Linked DNA regions of Rattus norvegicus: region 2 is linked to region 1. Evidence: chromatin contacts called from public Hi-C data. All regions are on one chromosome and are shown on one strand. Each heading gives the region's core, a stretch centred on a gene start, on an enhancer-like site or on the middle of the called end of the contact. The rest is flanking DNA. Distances are from core to core; before and after follow the strand shown.

Evidence for each region. Hi-C and Micro-C count contacts between places; a contact is called where the count stands out from the background.
Region 2: a Hi-C map of Schwann cells shows a contact between it and region 1, with 2.9 times the contacts expected there. The contact joins the enhancer-like site here to the promoter of Mtus1 in region 1. A contact is called at or near these places in 5 of 12 Hi-C or Micro-C datasets (Schwann cells, frontal cortex, hepatocytes and 2 more).

The regions. Positions count from the first base shown.
Region 1 is chr16:57,996,106-58,000,989 of GRCr8, reverse strand. It overlaps Mtus1 (microtubule associated scaffold protein 1), which reads right to left and starts at 2,258. Exons shown (of 10, transcript NM_178093.2): 1 at 1,906-2,258. The coding sequence starts at 2,026. LOC120097428 (a long non-coding RNA gene) reads left to right here. Exons shown (of 2, transcript XR_005494810.2): 2 at 1,641-1,720.
Region 2 is chr16:58,041,645-58,046,528 of GRCr8, reverse strand. It overlaps Mtus1 (microtubule associated scaffold protein 1), which reads right to left. Exons shown (of 10, transcript NM_178093.2): 8 at 3,213-3,329. Among named protein-coding and RNA genes, the nearest start is that of Mtus1, 45 kb to the right of the region's middle. Within about 2 kb of position 2,453, at least 54 of the 93 cell types and tissues checked have an H3K27ac peak or open chromatin away from gene starts, as enhancers often do. A contact at or near this core is called in Schwann cells, where this site is marked.

The DNA of each region.
Region 1 (4,884 bases), core at 1,009-3,508:
CTGGGATAAAGGCTGGGTTGTGCGGCTCAGTAGGTAGAGCGCCAGTCAAGCAGGTACCAGACCCGGCTCCATCCCTGGCACCTTCTCCACCCAAAGAAGAATGAAGTGGGTAACCATGAAACTCTAAGATACGGTAACCTTACAAAGGGCAGCAATTAAAACAGCAAAACCAAGCTTCCAAGTCTGCCTAACGATGAGGCTATGAAAGGCTCCCATAAGCTTGTTTCTGGCTAACCTACTGTAGGAAAGGTAACCAGAAGACTGTGACAGTGAGAGACGATAGAGTCGGGGTTAGAAAGAGGCACATTTGGCTGACGCTGTGCCCTCAGACCTTCTCTTTCTGATTTTATTTTGAAAATTTACTCTTTAGAAATTTCACACACATATAATGTATTTAGATCCTATCTGCCCACTGCTCCCAAGCCTTTTACCTTAGAGCAGGTCCTACATTAGTTTTAGAAATTAATATTGGGAGCTGCTTGTGCTTTGGAACACGGAAATTATTGTTAACATAAAGCACACTTGTTTGTATAATGTAGGGGGGTGGGATGAACCAGGAAGAGCTGGAGGAGAAAGAATAGGATGAAAATTATATGAAAAAATTAATAATATAATAGTAACAGTAACAGAGCACACCTGTATTTTTTTAACCTTTTTTATATAGTTGTAATATATTTTTAATTTCAGGGGACAGGCAATTAAAGCCAAGGTCTCAGCAGCCAGCAAGCTCCCCCCACCATGGCCCCCACCTTTTTTTTTTTAGGGGTGAAATGAATCACAGTGGCATTTGGGCTGGGCATGGCCCCAGTTCTCTTCATTTACCTTCAGCCATCAGACCTGGAAGGAAAGGCCAGCCAACTCAAATGCCCGGCCAAGGGGAGTTATGAAACGAGGAAAGGAAGCTGGGGAAAAAAATATCAAGATCATCCCACAGGGAAGGCAGATGCCGCTGAGAAGATGAAAAGCTGTCAGCACGATTTAAAAAAGAAAATCACCAGGGACAGTGAGCCAACTGAAAAACAAGAGGCACACAGGAAACACACACACATGGCATGGGAAAATCGTGCATTTGCATGCCCATGAAGCAAGCCTGTTAAAGGGAACACAGGGCAGCCCCAACCAATTATAAGGAGACTTAGGCTGTCACACAATGGAATCAACTTAATTCACCACCACTGCGGTCTTAGTACCTGAGCGTAAGCAGACGGGTTTACAGGTGCTTGAAGGGATGCACCCAGGAGAGTTCCCGGTTACGCACAGCAGAATGAAAGGCGGCGGCGGCAGCAGCATACACAGACAGCAGCAGCAATATTCCATGACCACAGCTGTTTGCACTAGGAAGACTGGAAAACTAAAGTGAGGTCCGCTTACTGGCCCTCCGCAAGCATCTGGGTGATTTTAGGAGTGTTTACAATGTGTGTGTATGTGAGTGTGTGTGTGTGTGTGGGGGGGGGTCTTTCCATATACGGAAATGCCATCTTAGTGAGAAACTGCTAAACTGCAAAACAAAACCACAGAAACCATCTCCTTTCCCAATGCAAAGAGAAGTCGTCTCAACATGCTCACTACCTATTTCCAAAAATCATTTGAAGACAGATGTGAATTAACAGGTGTTTGGTTTTTTTTTTTTTTTATAACAGATTTGGTGGCTGAGGAGAGCTTCAGAAAGTTGCAAGGCAATGACCCTGCATCCATAAACTCAGACAAGCCTACAGCTGCCGAAGTACCCTCCCCTCCTGCTCGACACAAGAGAAAACTGCTCCTTGTCACCAGTCAAGTCTCTCCTTTTAAAGAGGGCTTTATTTCCCAATTATCTGTCTCCATAGAAATCTGAGAAGCGTTTGCAAGTTCATCAGCATATCCCTCCCCGGTTTGGTGCTGAGCAGAGACCAGGGCATGACCAACCTGTGTGGAAAATGACAGTGTTTTTCCTGAGCCCAGAAGGAAGCCGGAGGTTTCGAAGCAGTCCCTTGGCGGTTAGGCGGACGTGAATGGTGGATAAGGAGAATTTGGGAGACAACAGCATCTCTTCGAAGCCAGTGGGAGAACTTCGCAGGGGAAGCAGCTTTTCCAGGGACCATCACATACTGTCCCTTTGCAACTCGGTGTTCTTCCAGGCCAAGAGACACAGCCAGAGCAAAACAAGCTTACATAGCTGACGCCAGGCCACCCAGAGGGGGAAATAAAGCTATCCTAGGGCTCCAGGCTTCCGTTCGCACTCCCAGATGTTGCTAAAAAAACAATGCCCTCCGTCTGAGCAAGAGCTGTGAGGAGCAGGTCCGGAAGCAGGCAGCCCTGGTTACATCACACTGTACATGCCATGGGTTGTTGTGGCTCCCATCAGGGATGGAAAGGGGAGGAGAAAGTGGGTGGTCTCAGGAGCTTTATGTAACAGCCAATGATGTCGCAGGTCCTGTCACTACTTGGAACAGGGAGAAGGGAAATTAACCACCTCACATGCCTAATGTCTATTTATTAGCTAGGCAAAAAAAAAAAAAAAAAAAAAAAAAAAAAAGCCATGAGATTTCATTAGAGTGATCTGTGAACTGATTCCATTTCTTTTTGTTTTTTTAACTGCACAGGCTCACACTATTACCACCGGGCATTTTTCCAGGTATTTTACCTGGTTATGTGTAAACCTGATTACCTGGATTAAAAGTGAGCAAACAGATCAAACCCTTCAAGCAACAAATGCTTCCAAGCTTTAAAATAAAATAAGCTTTGCTTTTTTTTTTTTAACTACGCTAATGACAGGGTGTCAAATTTTCACCTCTAATTCTCATTAGTTTGAGAACCAAACTAAAAATGTAACAAGTTAGTGCACTTTCTGTGTACCAGATCTGCTTCAGAGACTCGGTAAGCAATACCATGAGACAAACAAGTCTTACACCATCAACAACTCACTGAACGTTGCAACTGATAAAAAGCAGTTATTCCGAAATCCCACACAGCATCTGAGAGTCGGAGCGGACAGGAGAAAGAGAGAACTGGAATAACTCAACCCCTTGCTTGCACCCCATGCCCTGTCCTGTCAGAGGATGACAGAACATACCAGCAGCCCACAGAGGCCACACCCACACCCAACCAATCTCCTGAAGAACACATCCAGGGCAACAGGAATAGCAACAATGGAGTTACAGCAGTGGTTCTCACCCTTCCTTATGCTGCAACTTAATACAGTGCCTCATGCTGTGCCCTCCACCCCCACCATAAAATTGTTTTCCTCATGACTGTGATTTTGCTACTGTTAGGAGTGTAATGTAAACGTCTGTGCTTTCCCATGGTCTTTGGTGACCTCTGTGAAGAGGTCGTACCACTGAATTAGCGTCAAAGAAACAGATCTTTGGGCTTTCTTTTCCTCTGTTAAATCACAGGTTGTTATTTTTAAAACCATTAAACTCCTTTCTCCAAATTCGGAATATTAAAACAAAAACAAAAACAAAAACAAAAAAACCAGAACAAAACCAAAAGCCAAGCTCCTCATTTGCTATCAAAAACATGTTCTAAAAAGGTATCAGTAAGAATCAAAACTGCAAACTGAATGAGAAATAAAATTAGTGTCACAAATAGACACACCCACGCTTGTCCGTGTAGTCAGTTTTTTGGTTTCTGGGTGGGATCTTTTTCAGGGGTTGTGGTTCTTTTGTTAATAGTAAACGATTCTGTCACAGGGAAACCCATTGGCTTAAACTACCCAAAGGAAGAAATAACCAATAATGTACATTTACTAAAAGTTTTGTTTTAAGGGGCTTAAGAGAAGGCTTGGCAGTTAATGGCTAGACTTCCAGAGGACCCATGTTCCGCTCCCAGCACCCTACATGTGACCCCTCACAGCCATCTCCAGTCCCAAGGGATCGGATACCTGCTGCTCACCCTTTCAGGCAGGATACCTGCATGTGATACACAGACATGCATGTAAGCAAAACACCCACACCCATGAAAATAAAGTAAGGTAAAATAAAAAAAAATAAATTTAAAATAAAGTTTATTTGAACTCTACTGTCATCACCTACCCCGTGCATGTTAATTATTAACCTTTTCTCTTGAATGCAGAAAGAGGCTGAAGTAATACAAATAATATCAGTGTGGAGGAAAACCAAATGCAGCTCCTGTTTGTAAAAAGCGCCCCCACCCCCAACAAAACAATGTGCTTAGAGACAAGCCTCAAACTGCTCGGTTTCGACTCTTTCCCAAACATCCTCTGCCCCCTGGTGGCCAGCTGGCATGGTGCAATGAAGAAAGGTGGCTTCTGCTGTTACTTTGTCAAGTCCTAAGGATCAGCACGAGGCAACGATGGCCAGAAAACCAGGGGAGCAAAGTTTAGTACTTAGGATGGAGCAGTAAATAAGGATTAGACTTTAGTTGGCTTTTGGTGGTAGTGGGCCTTTTGGTTTCTTGTTTTAGTCATTGTTTGTTTTACTTTACGTTTGTTTGCTCTTTGACTAGTAAAACTATTAACTACCAAGCCATCTCTCTAAGTCTCCATTTCCTCCTCCTATTTTAAAGAAGTCTGAAAAGTAATTTAAGAAGACCCTCTTCCTAGGCTCGTTCTGATCGTGCATATCTTGTCTAGAAAGCCATTCCTTATGCAATGGCTCCCAAATTCACATATACTCTGGTACAGAGTGTAAGCTCCTGGTCTTGATTCATCATCCACTAGGTACCGGGCTAAAGAAAAATCGGCCCAAAAGGAGAGTACACGCTTCAATCAGCTAACAGTTCTTTTCCCCGTTTCTTAGTCCTACATTTTTTTTTTCAGTTTCTTGTGTGTTCATCTTCCCTGTTATTAAGGCAAGAACACAAAATCTACCCTCAACAAATTTTAAACCTATGCTCCTTACTGTTAAACTGTGCTGTAACCGTGTATGTTGTCACAATGTCCTG
Region 2 (4,884 bases), core at 1,204-3,703, 45 kb before region 1:
AAACTGTGGCAATTGGCCTTAAAAAATGTCATTCTACCAAAGCTGTGTTCTGCAGAGGTAAGAACTCTGTCCTTAATGTCGCAGAGCTTACCGCTGGCAGAGCTAGCTCTCTGAGCCTTAGACAGTTTTCCTCATGCTGAGTGTATGATGGCTAATTGCCAACCCGACAGTACCTTAGATTACCTGAGAAGAAGCCAACGAAAGACTGTCTACTGGCCTGTGGGCGTGCCTTTAGGGATCCACTAGATTGCCTAATGGTGAACAGCACCATCCGGTAGTGACTCAGCCACACGGATGCAGAAGGAGCTTTGGACTCTGTGCTTCCGCTTGCCCTTATGCTCACTGAGGGAGGTTATGGACCCCATTGCTGCGGCTGCCGATTCTGTCTCTGATATTAGAATCAGCTTCTCTGGGCTTCCAGTGTGGACTGATGATCAAGAGGCTCTCCACAAGTCCCACTGGCCTTTGGCACCACATTGGAACTACAGAGGTACCCAACCTTGTGGGTCGAACATGTACCAGGTCCTCAGCCTCGCCAGCAGCCATTGCTGGACTACTCTAAGCTCATCATGTAAGCCCATCTAGCCAATCTTCCTTGAATATATCACTGCGTTAACCCTGTTCCCTTTAGAGAACCCTAATTTACTAAGTGTTTCTATCGTCTCTAAAGGCCTGGAGCTGATAAGTACACAGCACAGCAGAGGCAACAAGTGTACCCATTGTCATAGCAACCTTTCTTCCTGTAAAAACAACGGGGTGATGCCGACTGGCACTGTTATGATGCCTCTTTGGCTGTGACACAAAACAGAACTATCCTGGCTCAATAGAAGTTAAAACGTGTTCGTACTGTTACAGTAGGGCCTTGTATCACTTGAGATCCTCTGATAAGTTCAGGTACATGAGTGGGAGATGGAGCGACAGTGTGTTAACAGGGTTTCCTGAGTCATCGCTGTCGTCCTGCTGAACAGGTGTCACCGGATGACCTTTGTCAAGACCTGCTGTGTGCACTGGGTTGGACCTATTAACAACTAGGAGTTTCATGCATTCCTTTAAAAAAAATGCACTTCCTGTACTTCTGGTACCTCCAAGACGGGCAGAGGTGAAGAGTCCCAGCCGTACATGTCTGCTGCCATCCCGACCCCCACGTGATAGATGGGATGTATTCTCTCAAACTGGAACTGGGCTGGACTTAAAATGCCGGTTGGGAGAATTCCTTAGCGGCTTGGGAGACAATATGCTTCATGGTGGGCAAGAAAGCAATCCTGAGCCACCCAGGCGAATCACGACTACCAAAAGCCATGAGGATGAACTCACACTGAGCCACTCTCTGGTTCCATTCCTAGGAACAGTCGCTGCATTGTAGGCCTGGCATCTGGGGGTCTTTACTGTGACTGCACTCAAACCGACTCTAGTGAGCCCTGGCCTTCACGTTTGTCAACAGACTAGACTGCAGTGGCAGCTCTCAGTCTGTCAGTGCAGCCGGCATCCAGACCCTTGGGTGGCCTAAACCCTTGGAACTTTAGGGTTGACAGGACATAACCAATGTAAAATCTTAGACAATAATCTTTGTATCAGAGGTGCAACCTGAACTGCCACACGTGTCTCTATGACTGGGAGAGCCCACAAGGACTCCACAACACTCCAGGATATCACGTATTCTAGGAGGGGCCCCTGAACCCACCGGTCTGCAAAGCGTCAGTGTGGGAGTAAGGCTCTTTGTGACCATTCAGTCCCAGTTGAGCCATAGTGATGTGTCAAGTGACCAGCCTGATCACGACACCAAGTTTGCTATACAGTGAAGGTACAGAATCTAAGAAACACTCATGTCTGATTGCTAAAAATGGATAGGTCCCCTGGTCACTACATATGTATTCCCTTAAAAATCACTAGCACGTGTTTACTGTGCACAGTAATGAGCCTTCACAGTGCCATTTTTAAGTGTATAATGTACATTAATTGTATCTGCCCTCTGTTTCTCATTCCTGCCTCTCTTTTGCCAGCCCCTACTCTCTTCCAATGCTGTCCCCCTAGTCTCATGTCACACATATGCTTGTTCATCATCTCGGCTCCACATAGGGGAGGAAAATGATATTTGTCTTTCTGGGTCTGGCTTTTTTCACTTAATAGGATAATCTCCACCAATTATTTCTGCAAATGACGTAATTCCATTCTTCATTATGGCATTCAAACTGTGTATAAAAAAAAAAGGGAATACTCTCCCCACTCCCACATTTCCTGACGAAGTGAAGTAATGCCTTCATGTTTCCTTAAGCACTGCCTCCCTCGAAAAGCAGTTAATTATCTCTAGGAAACAAAACACTAAACTAAGCCAAATCTCCCCAAACCAAAAAGCCAAACAGATAAGAGTAACCTTTATGCTCCCTTCTGTCCAAGGCTAGTCTAACTTTGAATGAGACATTTCTTCCAAGCGTGGTGAGTCATCCACAGCTGGGTGGAGGAGGGACAGGCAGCCTTGGGAGGCTGGCAGTTGGGAGCAAAGTACAGCAGGCAGCCGCTAGCCAGGGTCACTTAAAGCTGCTGAGAAATGCTTCCAGCCTAGTTCACGTCCTGGCTAGCAGACTCTGAGTTTCAGGGCTGGACCAAGGCTGACAGTACACATCAGGCACACCCCTCAAACACAGCATCGAGTAGGTTCAAACTCTTATTATGGTTTCCAATAATGCTTGCTGTTTTCCAACTGGGCTAATCTTATCAACACACAATTCTTGTATCAGATTCAAATTCTTTATAAAAAGATACAGAATTCTAATAAATTCTATGGCACTAGTTAACTGAGACGTTCACTGTCTTTCTATCCAGAGTGGGTGCTGCATTAACGTACTGGTTTTAGAATAATTTTTTTTTTTCTGGTTAGGCAAGTAAAGATTCACAGACTACTGAAATGTGAACTTGATTTGTTATACTTTTTCCAAAACTAAATGCTTTGTGTGCATTCTATAAAAAAAGTTCTAGAAAGCAGCAATGAAGCTTTTAATAGACTTGGAAACGAAAAATGCAGCTCTGACCCTTTGGGTACTTTCCAAATATCATTAAGTACAAGAGAGCTCAACCCCACAGCTCCAAAGCTCTAAGCTCTGCCGTCCTATTTCCCAGGCAACACCGCTCGCGCATGGACATGCGCACCCACGCATGCGCACCCACGCATGCGCACACACACAGGCTGTGCTCACTCTGCCCCCCAGGAGACCTACCAGCTTTTCCATCTTCATTAGCTTCAGGTCCTGCTGATGCAGCTTCTCATTCTTGATCTCCAACACAGCTTTCAGGCTTTCTAGTTCTTGCTCCAGATACATGACCTGAGGGTTTTTCTGGAAAAAACACATTAAGACAACGGCTGATTTATTTCACATATTACAGAGTCCAACCTCTGATTCTCTGATAAGACTTGGAGAACAAGCAGCAGGCGACTTATCCCCCACCTCTTTAAAAAACAAAACAAAACAGAGTCATGCTTTGAAACCTAGGCTGACTTGATATTTACAGTAATCCTTCTGCCTCAGCTTCCCATTGCTGGGGGAATGCATTCCCTGACAGGGCCAGCTAAATGTAAGTTTCTTTTCCTCTTTTGTCTTTTTTTTAATACAAGGTCTCATTCTATAGGCCAGGCTGACCTGGGACTCATTCGGCTCAGTCTGGCCTTAATTTGTCTCACTATCCATTTGTCTCAGGCTCCCAAGTGACAGAATTATAAAGACGAGTCACCATGCTTGATTTAACTTCTTACAGCATTTCAAGGAAGTTAAAAAAAAATTAATATCTGTTTAACCCCAAAGACTTTGGTCACAGTATTGACAACAAACTTGTTTTTCCAGTTATTTAGTATGGTAGGTACCACTTTCATCAGATTTTAATAAGAATCCGTCACTTATAACCTAAAAACTGAGCTCAGGATAGAGAGCTCGCTCCAGTCCGTATCTGGTATCTGGAGGAAGAAAAGGAAACAGTGGTTTTCTCTAAGCAACGTCAGCACCTGAGGAGAAACCCAGGCAAAGGCAGTACCATATACAGGGCTGTGGAAAATGACACTCAGTGCTAACGTCCTGAGCCTCTGGGCTTTCCTCGTGGTTACGCTGGCTTGGCCATAGCTCCAGGGCAGCCATCACACTACCACAGAACACATACGGTCTCCTGAATGGACACTCGTGATTCCACCATTGTGAAATGCCCCAATAACCCAATCCTGGTATGATGGAAACTCAACTGAACTACCCAACAATCTGATACAAATCAACTGTCTGTCTGTCTGTCTGTCTGTCAGTATACATGCGCGCGCGCGCGCGCGCGTGTGTGTGTGTGTGTGTGTGTGTGTGTGTGTGTGCGTGTGTGTGTGTGTGTGTGTGTGTATGTATGTATGACCTATTGGCCAGGTGTTGAGTAGAAGTTTCTCCGATAGGATTCAATGGTTTCGAAGACAGACAAGCACATCCTGAATCCAAAACTACCTTCCCTTCTGGAGGAGGAATCCTGAGGGAGACTTGGATTTGCTTTATTCAACTCTTCAAGTTCTTGACTTCACAGAAGGAGAAAATGTATTCTGTGGGTCAAATAACCTCCTTTGTAAAGGTCAGGAGAGGGCCCCAAACATATTGCACATGTAACTTTAAATCCAGGCTCTTCGAGATAAAATTCCATGTGGTTCCCCTTAAAGGGTTTGGGGAGGAACTTAAGATAAATCCCTTCATTTGAGGGCAGTCGCATAATTCCCTGTCAACTTCTAAAAATTAATTGAATTTTATGTATGTGAATACTTGCCTGTATGTATGTATGTATGTATGTATGTTCGTTCGTTCGTTCTGTGGCACAAGGATACACCTGACAACATCAGATTAGGTGGAGAAGAGAGTTATAAAAAGGCTATGTATC